4 separate regions of the Mus musculus genome follow, and all the other regions are linked to region 2. A link is a contact called in public Hi-C and promoter capture Hi-C data. All regions are on one chromosome and are shown on one strand. Each heading gives the region's core, a stretch centred on a gene start, on an enhancer-like site or on the middle of the called end of the contact. The rest is flanking DNA. Distances are from core to core; before and after follow the strand shown. Region 1 overlaps Mettl9 (methyltransferase like 9). Region 2 holds the start of Usp31 (ubiquitin specific peptidase 31). Region 3 overlaps Polr3e (polymerase (RNA) III (DNA directed) polypeptide E). Region 4 holds the start of Eef2k (eukaryotic elongation factor-2 kinase).

Region 1 (2,700 bases), core at 110-2,609, 650 kb after region 2:
GTCCTCCCAACACATACAAACAAACACACTTAAAAAAATTTAAAGGGCTGAGGATATACTTCAGTAAAGAGCACTGTGTAACACATATGCGACTATGAGTCTAATCCCTAGCACTGCAAAAAAAAAGGTAATGTTAACACTCAAGAACTCAAGACACTTTCACTTAGAATGTCACAGATTCAATCCAGTGCTGCACTGAGTGGAGATGGGAGAAGACCAGGAGTGCCAGCGTGGCACCGCCAGTCAGACGAGGGTGTCTTCTGTGTGATCATCTCAGAGATGCTCAGCACTCAGATATAAAATTCAATACTAAACTCTTAAGAAAATGGAATTTGCAAAAAGAGTATCAACCAAGCAGCAATCTAAAGCAGTAACAATCCTATTTAACAGCTCACTCCCTGCATCCACTCCAAGAAACAATCAGGTGCCATGAGTCAGTCGAGAAAGGCATCTAAGGTACTTACTCCTAATGGCGTCTACCTGCATACAGGTAGAGAAACATTCGAAGCATGTTTAAGGTGACCTAAAATCACAAAGGGTCTAAGAGTAAGAGAAGATTTTTCATTACATACCCTTTTGCAAGCAGCCCAAACAATTTTTACCATGAGTGACTTTTGCATAAAATTATGATTTTAACAAATTAATCATGATTAAAGTTTCAACTGTACAACATAATTCTCCTTAATTACAACCTGTTCTCTAACTAGGTCTCACCTGGTAACCAACCCTTAAGGAAGCCTAGGTGAGGGAACCAAGTAAACAGATCAAAAAGAAACATATCAGTCTGCTTTTTCTAAGTTAGCCTAAACAACAAAATTAGAGTTACATGCATGACACTGATTGCCCCCCCCAAAAAAAACCCCAATAAGAGTAATCACTTCACCTATAATTGCTTTTTGTTAAATAATTAACTAGGCCAAGCAGGCTAAGCGCACTGTGTGCCTTCAAGTGTCCAGTCCTCAGTTTCCATGGAGATCATCAGGACCTCATCAGGCTAAGCCTGGAAGACAGGAGCAGTAACAGCACCAACAGTGCTGCAGACGATCTGAAGACGTTACAGGGCAGTAAAGGGCATCCCTAGCAACAAGGCTTTGTCCCATTTGTCCCGTGCCACAAGCAGACTCCTCACAGTCCACAGGCAACCCTGACACCCACAACCAAGGAGCTTGTTCTCAGTCCTAACTGAAGGCTGTTTAGCTTCACTTCCTTTCCATTTTTCTTGCCAGAAACACAAGGAAATGAAATTTGTGGTTAGATTGATGTTTTGTTTTTCTGCTTTTCCTCCTCCTGTTTTACCAGGAAGCAGTAGCATTAAAGTTCTATCATGTGGTTGCCCAACAAGACACAGGAAGCCAGAACCTTACAATTCAATGACTAGTAAGTACAATGCAGAGATGGAGCCAGGCTTAATCACAGAGATTGGCACTGTGGCAAGGTGCGACCAGAAGACACTTATTGAGTCTTTTCACTGTGTAACACACACACGATACACAAATGATAAATTGCACTCACACTTAGAGCAGTGTGAAAAGCCATTCAACAACAGGAATGGACTGCAAGAGGAAGAAGTTCGAGGACATGTTTATTCCATCCATTTTCTCCCTCCCCTCCCACGTCTACAGATTTCCACCCACCTGTAACCCACTTCTTGAGAGGCAGAAGCACAAGGATCCGGAGTTGAAGCCACCCTGAGTTACATAGCAAGATCAGATTACATGAGGCCCTGCCTCAAACAAAATAAAACAAAAAATCAGGGAACATGGCTCAGTGATGGGGAGACGACTCCATGGCCAAGCATGAGACTGGCCTTCAGATCCCTGGCGCCCACACAGGAGATGGGTGAGGCCGCATGGAACTGTAATATCAGTGGGAGGAAACAGGCAGCGATCTGACCCTTCAGACATAAAGCAGCAAGCTCCAGGTTCAGTGAGACCCTGTCTCAAAAAGTAAAGAGGGACAGACAAGGAATGTCAACCTCTGCCTGCACTTTCCCCCGCCCCTTCTCCCCCCCCTCACTCATACAGGGGGAGGGGCAAGACAGAGAATATTTCCTATTTTCCATACTAACAACAAAAACTCTTCGATTTGGCAAATGTACAGGCAAGCATTAAGTACAGAGGGAGGCATGGTGACCTAACCACTGTAAATCTCAGCATATGGGAAGCTGAAACAGGAGGGTCATGAGTTTCAAACCAGCTAAAGCTGCAGGAACCTGTCTCCAAAATGAGCAAGCAAGCAAACAAACAAGAAATAATGAGAAAATAAAAGAAAGGAAAGAAGGAAGGAAGGACTATGACCATGGGTGAACAGCAAGGTCAAGAACAGAATTCAGAAGCATATGTGCACACAGCAACATAAATCCACAATGTTCCACAATCACAAAAAAAAGGAATGTTATTCCTTAAAATATGGGTTTCCATGGTATTTAGTGGCTCTAACACTTGCAAAATAGTAAGGAATTCCTTTAAAATGTTTGCAAGTACTTGAGAGCTGAGCAAATGTCCAATCTGGGCATTAAAACTAGAAAACTAGGAGCTGCAGATACAACTTGATTGGTAGACTATTTTATTTGCCAAACATCAGGAAGCTGTGGGCTCGATCTCTACCACCACATAAATCCTAGCACAGGGGAGGTGGAGGCAGGAGGATAAAAAATTCAAGGTCATCTTTGGCTACACAGTAAGTTTGAGGCTAGCCTGG
Region 2 (2,731 bases), core at 65-2,564:
TCTTTAAAATGTTATGGGCTTTCTTTCCCATTATCTGTTTTTTGCAGTAACCAGGGCTCAGGCTCATCTCTTAGCAAAGAGAACATACAAAGAGAAGGTCAGAAACCAGTGGATTTTGAGTAGTAGGCAGCCTTAATGCACGCTGTTCTCCCATGCAGTTTTTTTTCCTTTAAAAAAAATTGAACCAACATTTAAAAATAGAATTTCCACCTTTTCTCTAAAAATCAGCTGATCTGGCAACACTAAGCCCTCATTCTCACATGGGAACAACTGACTGGAGGTGAGCGAAAGCCATCTCTTTAGAAGAATGTTAATTAGCAGGTTGCCGCTGTCCACAACATTTCTTGTATTCCCAAGATATGTGAAGTATGACCTGATCAGCAGATGACCGACCCCTCACCAGGATTCTTTGTTCATTGCTATGACCTATCTAGCCTCTGCGATAGTAGTGCATCTGTGACCCTTGGTTTAAAGGTTAAGTCTTTGAGCCAAACTTGGGTTTAAATGAGATGTCAAAGGCACTGAACTGAAAACCAAGGAAGGTATTCCATGATTGGCATAGTGTGTGGAATACAGAGGTAATCATGAATGAATACCTACTGAGAGTGTACACTATAGGAAGGCAAGCAGAAACTCAGTTAGTTTCAGTCTTGTCGTATCCTTAGAGTTTAGTACAGTATTTGGCAAACAGCAAGTGTTCAGTTGCTATATTTACTGAATGAATGGATGGATGAATGAATGATTGAATGAATGAATGAGCAAATGCTCAGTTTATTGAGTGATTAAAGGGAGAGCTCAGAGGATTTAAAGGCTGTATTTTACAAAACTTTTCAGCAAGGCAATTCTAATAATATTACTTTGCTGAGACCTCAAGGTACATCCTGAAAGAAAAGCCCACCAGAATGTGCCAGCTCCGTGACCACGTTCGGGTGGGTACGCGGCAGTCCCTCGGGAGCCAGGCTGAGTTAACCCGCCTGGGACAAGACAAAGCTGTATCTATCAGCTCCTCTGCCACCTGGTACGTGGCAGCTTGATTTCAGTACTTTCTCTAGATCTTTTCTATTTGACAAGCAAAGACAGAGACCCACCCCTAAAATCCACCATCCAGCGCCTGCCCTAACGTTTAGGACCGTGCCCATACTAAACATGGCCAGTCTTGAGCTTCAACACGCAGAACCACGCCCTAAGCCGAGGGAGTCCTTGAATCAGGGTTCAGGGAGAGAGCTGTTCCCACAGTCAATATGGCGGCCTCGCAGCTTCAGTGCGGGGCGGGGCTGCGATGCCAGCGAGTCACGTGAGCTGCCCACTTGGGCGGCCGCGCGACGCACGCGCGCCCCTCGGTCGCCGCTCTCTTGCTCGCTCTCTCCGCGGCGCTCTGAGGTGGTGTAGGGCGTGAAGCCCCCCGGGCCGGGTGAGGCGCAGGCGGCGGGATGCGGCGGCGGCCGTGGCGGAGTCGCGGTCCGGGCGGACTGGCGCGGTGATGAGCGTCGGCAACCGCCGCCATGTCCAAGGTAACGGCGCCCGGGCCCGGGCCGCCGGTGGCGGCGGGCGGGAAGGAGAAGCGCTCGTTCAGCAAGCGGCTGTTCCGGAGTGGCCGCGCGGGGGGCGGCGGCGGCGCTGGCGGCCCCGGGCCGGCCGCGCCCTCGTCGCCGTCGTCGGCGCGCTCGGTGGGCAGTTTCATGAGCCGCGTCCTCAAGACGCTGTCCACGCTCTCGCACCTCAGCTCCGAGGGCGCCGCCCCGGACCGCGGCGGCCTCCGCAGCTGCTTCCCGCCCGGGCCGGCCTCCGCGCCCACGCCGCCGCCGTGCCCGCCGCCGCCCGCCTCGCCCGCGCCTCCCGCCTGCGCCTCGGAGCCGGTGCCCGGCGTGGCGGGGCTCCGCAACCACGGCAACACGTGCTTCATGAACGCCACGCTGCAGTGCCTCAGTAACACCGAGCTCTTCGCCGAGTACCTGGCTCTGGGCCAGTACCGGGCGGGCCGACCGGAGCCAGAGCCGGAGTCGGAGCAGCCGGCGGGCCGCGGGCCGCACGGCCAGGGCGAGGTCACCGAGCAGCTGGCGCATCTGGTGCGGGCGCTCTGGACGCTGGAGTACACCCCGCAACACAGCCGCGACTTCAAGGTGAGCCCGGGGCGGGGGGCCTTGGAGCTCGGGCGCTTCTTGGGCTCCTCCTCTTCGGGCCGGGAGGATTTCTGCGCTGGATGCTCAGAGAGTTCTGGAAGATAACCCAGATGACAAAGGAACGCATTCCTCCCACCATTCATCCAGCCAGCTTGGCTTCCGAGCGCCAGAACATGGGCGCCAGGTCCTGTGATCCGCCTTGGGGATGGATGTTGCCAGGACCAAGACCCTGCCTTCATGGAACTTCAATCTTTGGAGCGGGTATTGGTGGGAGAGTATCTATCCATCTGGGTTCGAATCCGGCTTCTGCTTCTTAAGTAGTAAACCACTGAGCCTCTTTATGCTCCCGTTTACCTGGTACTTACGTTTAGCAAGTTGACAGGTTACGTTGGACAGCGAGATTACCCAGTTTGGGCACTTCTAGCGGGTTCAGTGTGATACATAAAGTGCTTTAGCTATGTTAGTACCGTTCATGCTTAGTGCTTTTTTTTTTTTCTTTCTATTCTTAAGTACAATGAACCAGGTGTTATCAGATAGTACTTTGAAGAAGGCAGAACTTGATGATGTAATAGATGGAGGAGGTGGTCCTGGCCCTTGGCTTGCAGCTGCCC
Region 3 (2,700 bases), core at 70-2,569, 780 kb after region 2:
CTTTATGACACCTGCTAAGTGAGATATGGCAAGATGCAAACTGCTCACACACGTGATGCTCTCTAGGGTATAGCAAAGTGGCCATAGACAGGGTGAGCTAGAAGTGAGATAAGCGGCTCTTGGGCATCAGGGCTCTTCCCCCAGATCCTGCGCTGTCTCACCCTCATGCCATAGTAGTGCAGGTGGACCCAGGGTTCTTCTGCATGCTTCTTCTGCAAGAACTCATAGGACTGCACGCGGCGCTGGCGAGCCTGCTCGGACTCTGGCCTGGAGAACCGTACCTGTGAAGAAGGGAGAGGTCACACCCCCACATCTGTGGCCCCCAAAGATCTTACCAAACCATTGAACCCCCTCCCACTTTGCTTTTGGAATTCAGCCTCTGGGATACTAATGCAAACTGGTATTTTCTTGCTTCTGTCTGCCCTGGCCAAGGCTTTCCAGCTGGGCCACATGGGTGCCAACACATATCTTTTCAGATGAAGGCATTTACCCACGAAGGTACAGGAGGTTTTAACGGCTAGCCAACCCACTGCTGAGAACAGGACAACCTCTGAAGCCTGAGCTCTGTTACATCACTTCAGGAGAGGACGGTCTACCAGGGTGTGCAAACTCTATAGGCATTTCTGTGCCAGCTGTGACATTACTGCGCAGCATTTTCTTTCAATGGTTATTGCAAACTACATATACATAAATAGGAGGGACTTCATGCATCCTGAGTGGAAGACTAATATTCTATCTAAATCTTCCAAAGTCAAACTTGTTGGTAAGGTAACCACTATTTAAATATGCAGAATCACAAAGGTAATTAACATGAGATTTTTTTGAGCCTCTGTGACTTCACTGGGGATCCTGGGCTGTACCTTCCTGTTTCCAGGCAATTCTGGCCACACCCCAGGATCCCAGCAACTATACAGAACCAGGCTATCCCAGTTTCAACAGATGGGCGGGGGTAGTTATTTCCTCCAGGCAGCAGACTGGGGAGCAGGGAGGGGGTCAACAATACTGTGCATCTGTTACTCCCACAGATGGGGAAGTCCTTTCTGCTAGCTCGGACCCTGCTTTTTCCATACATGCTGCTCCCTCCTGCCCAGGGCCAGAGCTCACCGTGATCTGCTTAACGTCTTCTTCTGCCTCGTCCTGAGAAGAATCCCCTGCTGCAAAGCAAGCTGTCAGTACAGTCTCTACTGGGACTGCTCATTCTGCCCCAACATAACCCTCCCTCAAGAGCGCCAAGCAAGGGGCCCTGCTCTCAACTGGAGCAGTTTAATCCTCAGGTGATGTCTGGCCATCTGTGGGGACATTTTTTGGTTGTCCCAGATGTGGTATTTAGTAGGCAAGGGCCTGGCATGTCAGTAAGAATCCCACCACCTGATCTCTGTCAAGTGCTCACGTGAGCTCATTCAGACCACAGGCTGTCAGCAGGCTCACCCTCATTGGCTGCCTCCCTCTCTCGGTGCTTGGCATCTGCCTTATCAAGGTAGGAGAAGCTGGGCCGAAGCTGTAGGATGCCATGTAAAGGTGTCAGGTGGAGCTCACCTGGCAAAAGAAGAAGGGTTTGAACATGCCGCTACAACCCAAAGCCGACATACCCAACTTGCTCAAAGGAAACACCAAGTCCCCCAGAAGGCCTACACTCACTGTTACAACACCAAGCCAACTCCAATTCCAATTTAGCCTCTTCAGGAGACCAGGTCAGGAGCTGTTTCCAACTAGACACACTAAGCACGCCCAGAGCAGGAGCCTGATTCTGCTCAAGGCTACTTCCTGAGATTTGCCTCTCTACACTCTCTGCCATGTCATGTCTCCAACCTCATGCCTACTGCTCCCTCTATCCACAATGCACAACTCACCCACTCTTCCCTCTGGGCTCTGCTATAGTGCTGTTGCCAGACCCTACCAGAGTCCATTAGAGGACAGCATAGCCTTTAACTAATATGTCTCTGGCTGCAAGGATTATAGCTTCCTGGGCTGGAGAGATGGATCAGCAGTTAAGAGCACTTACTGCTCTTCAAGAGGACCCACATCTGATTCCTAGCACAAATACGGCCCCTCACAAGCACTCCTAACTCCAATTCTGGACTCTGCAGGCACCAGGCACGCAAGCAATGTACATACACACGTGCAGACAAAGCAGTCAGACATAATAAATCTAACAACAGATGAGCAGGCAGTGGTGGCACACACTTTTAGTCCCAGTACTTGGGAGGCAGAGGCAGGTGGATCTCTGAGTTTGAGGCCACTCTAGTCTACAGAGTGAATTCCAAGACAGCCAGGACTACAGAGAAACCCCTATCTCAAAAAAAAAAAGAAAAAGAAAAAAAAGGGGGCGGGGGGCAGGAGGGTGGGTAGTGTTGCAGCATTGAGCTGTAGTTCAGAACAAGACAGTAGCTATGGACGACAACAGGATTCTTGAGACAGGATCTCCCTACATGGCCTTAGAAGTCCTGGACGTACCGTGTAATATACCAGACGCCCTGCCTCTGCCCCCGAGTGCTGGGGTTAAAGGTGAGCACTAGTGATACACTTCGGAATGTCTCCTCTCTTCTCAGAGCCTGTCATTCGTTGCTTTGCAAAGCCCAAGTGCTGAATGTAGTACCTTGAGCAGCCAACAGATGTGCGGAGTGTGCTCTGACACACTAGACACCCCCAGCTGAAGCACACAGCTTGATATACACTAATATAGTCTCAAAATTGTGGCAA
Region 4 (2,939 bases), core at 263-2,762, 860 kb after region 2:
CACCAACTAAAGCCTTCCTAAAGGCTGTTGCTACTTGGTTGCTGTGCCTGATCCTGAAGTTTTTCTCCTTCACAATAGAAATTAAGGTAGAGAAGGAACCCTAAAAACAACTCGATCCTGCCGTGCACCCCTAGGTTCCTACAGGCCGTTCCCAGGGGGGAATTAACAGCTGCCAGCTGTGGATGACAAGATCTCTTGGGGCGAGTCTGATCAGTGCAGGGTAAAAGGTTTGAAAATACTATGTTTGTGAAACAGCGTGGCATGAGCCATTCAGGAAAGTCACGCCTAACGCGCTCAGACTCTCAAAAGAACCCAGTTCTTTGGAACAAAGGAGTCGCTCCCCGCTAGCCTTCCTTTCCCAGGAACTGTTGCCGCAGCAGAGAGGGGTGAAGAGCTAGCTGTCTAAGGTCGGGGTTTGAACACGGCCTGGACCCACTCCCTCCACTGGCTTCGTCCTCCTCACAGAGCAAACAGCACCTTCCCCGGGAAGTCTTCCCAAAACTTCACTCTTAACCCCTACACTCACAATCCTTGTTTACTTACTCTACATTCCCTACCTGGCCTCTGAGGATCTGGGGTCCACTCTGGACCTCGGCTTTCTCCTCCGTAATATCTGTTCAGTGGTCCCAAGCCAGGGAGCGCCTCATCGCGGAGGACGCAGAAATACTCCCCCAAGGAGAATTCCCAAGTCAGATCTCACTCTTCCGAAACGCACGCGATCAGTCACACACAGGGCGCAGCTGGGCAGGTTTCCCGCAATCCCCTTAGCCGACACTAGCTAGTTTTGGCCCAGGGCTCACCCAGGAGGTCCCCGCCCCCGCGCCACCAACTGCATACGAATGCTCAGCCCCTTGGCGCACAAGTCTCCAACGCCTGCCAACACCCCAACTCCCTCAACCAACAATGCTGCAAGGGCGTATGCAGCTCAGACCTCGAGGTTCCGAGAACTGAGGCCCGCATAGGCCTCTAGTGTGGGGAACCCGGCGAGGGGAAATGTTACTTGGGCGTTTCAGGGGGACAGGCGGGCTCGCCGAGGCACAGAGGAGACCCGGGCGGAGGCCCGCGTGCGCTGCCTGGTGCAACCAGAACTGCGCTCACCGCTTGCCAACGTCTTTCTTTCCTTCCTTACAGACGCAAACACTGAGCCTCGGGGGAAGCTCTGCAACCAGAGAAGCGCCCCAGTGGCCTTTCGGGGGGCTGCTGCAGCGGGACGCGCGGGCTCCCCATCTTCCCGTCACCTACCTCCCACAGTGTGGCAGGCGCGACAGCTGCTGCCCACGGCCGCAAGGATCCCAAGGAGCTGGCAAAGGCTGGCGGCCGGGCGCTCCAGGGTGCAGGGAGGGAGGAGAATCCCCGGTACAAAGCGCAGGCGACAGAGAGCCAGGCCCGCAGCCGCAGTGGGGCGCCTGAAGACGTCGGAGCGCTGGAGCCGAGCACGGGCTGGAGTTGGGGCTGCTGCCGCTGGGGTTGGAGCTGGAGGCTGGAGGCTGGGACCAGGGCTGGGGCGGGACTGACGCACGGGGCGCACGCCCGGGCTCACGTGGCCGTCCCCGGGTGGCCATCACCTCCATGCAGCCGCCGTGTTGTCTTCTGGCTCCCCCGCCTGTTGAACGCTTCCTAGACACCTGGGTCTAACGTTAGATTTCATGCTGTGTGTCTGGTGGCGCATACCCTTAACCCCAGCACTTGGAAGACAGACTGCGGGCGGATTTCTGAGTTCAAGGCCAGCCTGGTCGTCTACACAGTGAGTTCCAGGGCTGCACTGAGAAAACCTGTCTCAAAAAAAAAAAAAAAAAGGGAAATCTTAAGGATTTCATGACATAATTTTGAAGAAATTTAACACTTTCAAGAGAGGGAGGGGTAACGAAGGAGCAGGAGGGGGCAAAACAACAAAAATTGTGTTAAAAACTCATAAAGAATCCAAATTCATGGTAAGCACATATGTATTTAATATTTACATATAAATTTATAAATATAAGTATAGAAAATTATACACGTATATGTAAATATTTAATATATAACCTATATATTTTTGTTTAAATTTAATATTTGTATATAAACATATATTCGGTTTAAATTTATACAGTTCGGCCTACCTGACAATTCCAACTATTTCTATAATTTTTAATTAATAACTTTATCAGGGCCGGGCGGTGGTGGCAAATCCCAGCACTCAGGAGGCAGACACAGAAGGATCTTTGTGAGTTCAAGGCCAGCCTGGTCTACAGAGGGAGTTCCAGTACAGCCAGAGCTGTTACACAGAGAAACTTTGTCTTAACAAAAACAAAAAAGAAAAATCTTTGTCAAGCCTTCCTGGACTCTCTGGAGGGAAAAATCACAGTATTCCTAACTCTGAGCCTAGGGCCTGGCACATAGTGCTTAATGGGTGGGAACTTGGGCATGGTGGTAGACCTCTGCAGTCCCCAGAAAAGCAAGGCCAGCCTGGGCTACATGGTGAAGCCCTTTCTCAAAACTCAAATCTGGTGCAGTGCATGGAAGGAAGGTAGCCCTTGGAAGATGTAAAGACTGAAAACCAGTGGAGGCAGGCATGTGTACTTTGAGGTCATATCTCACCGTATACTTTAGAGTAAAAATCTAAACAGTTGCACATTTTGAGCTATTTGTCCATCCAGCTGCAGTCAGCTATATAAGGTATGCAGGCACGACTAGCTGTATTGTACAGATCATAGGACTGAGACTTATAAAGAATGTATCTTGCCCAGGGACACAGTTAGGAAAGGGTGTGATCTATTTCATTTAATAAAGCAACTGTTAATAGACTTACTGACAGGAGAAACACCATAATATCTATTCTGCCACAGGCTTGTCTGGCCTGGGCTTTCAGATTAAAGACCTGAAGACCTGAACCACCTTGAAGTTGTACCAGCAAAAACACCAGAAACATCCTCTACACTTTGTACTTCCAGAACCATGAGCCA

Evidence for each region. Promoter capture Hi-C pulls out the DNA fragments that hold promoters and counts their contacts. Hi-C and Micro-C count contacts between places; a contact is called where the count stands out from the background.
Region 1: a contact with region 2 is called in a promoter capture Hi-C map of liver, with 2.2 times the contacts expected there. The contact joins the enhancer-like site here to the promoter of Usp31 in region 2. A contact is called at or near these places in 1 of 39 promoter capture datasets (liver), 1 of 484 Hi-C or Micro-C datasets (pancreatic cancer cells) and 3 of 115 datasets of contacts at active chromatin or transcription factors (the 230-238 cell line, astrocytes and stem cell-derived neural progenitor cells).
Region 3: a contact with region 2 is called in a promoter capture Hi-C map of embryonic stem cells, with 4 times the contacts expected there. The contact joins the enhancer-like site here to the promoter of Usp31 in region 2. A contact is called at or near these places in 3 of 39 promoter capture datasets (embryonic stem cells, hippocampal neurons and pre-B cells), 1 of 15 datasets of contacts at CTCF or cohesin (pro-B cells), 1 of 484 Hi-C or Micro-C datasets (cortical neurons), 1 of 115 datasets of contacts at active chromatin or transcription factors (embryonic hindbrain) and 1 of 9 other capture datasets (liver).
Region 4: a contact with region 2 is called in a Hi-C map of CD8 T cells, with 2.8 times the contacts expected there. The contact joins the promoter of Eef2k here to the promoter of Usp31 in region 2. A contact is called at or near these places in 6 of 39 promoter capture datasets (the 3T3-L1 cell line, embryonic stem cells, hippocampal neurons and 3 more), 8 of 484 Hi-C or Micro-C datasets (B cells, CD8 T cells, erythroblasts and 4 more), 4 of 115 datasets of contacts at active chromatin or transcription factors (astrocytes, embryonic forebrain, embryonic hindbrain and 1 more) and 2 of 9 other capture datasets (adipose tissue and liver).

Annotation. Positions count from the first base shown.
Region 1 is chr7:121,058,315-121,061,014 of GRCm38.p6, reverse strand. All of the region lies in intron 4 of Mettl9 (methyltransferase like 9), which reads right to left. Among named protein-coding and RNA genes, the nearest start is that of Igsf6, 15 kb to the left of the region's middle. Within about 2 kb of position 1,359, at least 49 of the 459 cell types and tissues checked have an H3K27ac peak or open chromatin away from gene starts, as enhancers often do. A contact at or near this core is called in the 230-238 cell line and liver, where this site is marked.
Region 2 is chr7:121,706,025-121,708,755 of GRCm38.p6, reverse strand. Usp31 (ubiquitin specific peptidase 31) reads left to right here and starts at 1,314. Exons shown (of 16, transcript NM_001033173.2): 1 at 1,314-2,120. The coding sequence starts at 1,503.
Region 3 is chr7:120,929,715-120,932,414 of GRCm38.p6, reverse strand. It overlaps Polr3e (polymerase (RNA) III (DNA directed) polypeptide E), which reads right to left. Exons shown (of 21, transcript NM_025298.4): 7 at 1,429-1,536; 8 at 1,105-1,154; 9 at 162-281. Among named protein-coding and RNA genes, the nearest start is that of Polr3e, 13 kb to the right of the region's middle. Within about 2 kb of position 1,319, at least 5 of the 459 cell types and tissues checked have an H3K27ac peak or open chromatin away from gene starts, as enhancers often do. A contact at or near this core is called in embryonic stem cells, where this site is marked.
Region 4 is chr7:120,841,404-120,844,342 of GRCm38.p6, reverse strand. It overlaps Eef2k (eukaryotic elongation factor-2 kinase), which reads right to left and starts at 1,512. Exons shown (of 18, transcript NM_007908.4): 1 at 1,243-1,512. It overlaps Gm36449 (a long non-coding RNA gene), which reads left to right and starts at 832. Exons shown (of 2, transcript XR_378468.3): 1 at 832-1,744; 2 at 2,823-2,939.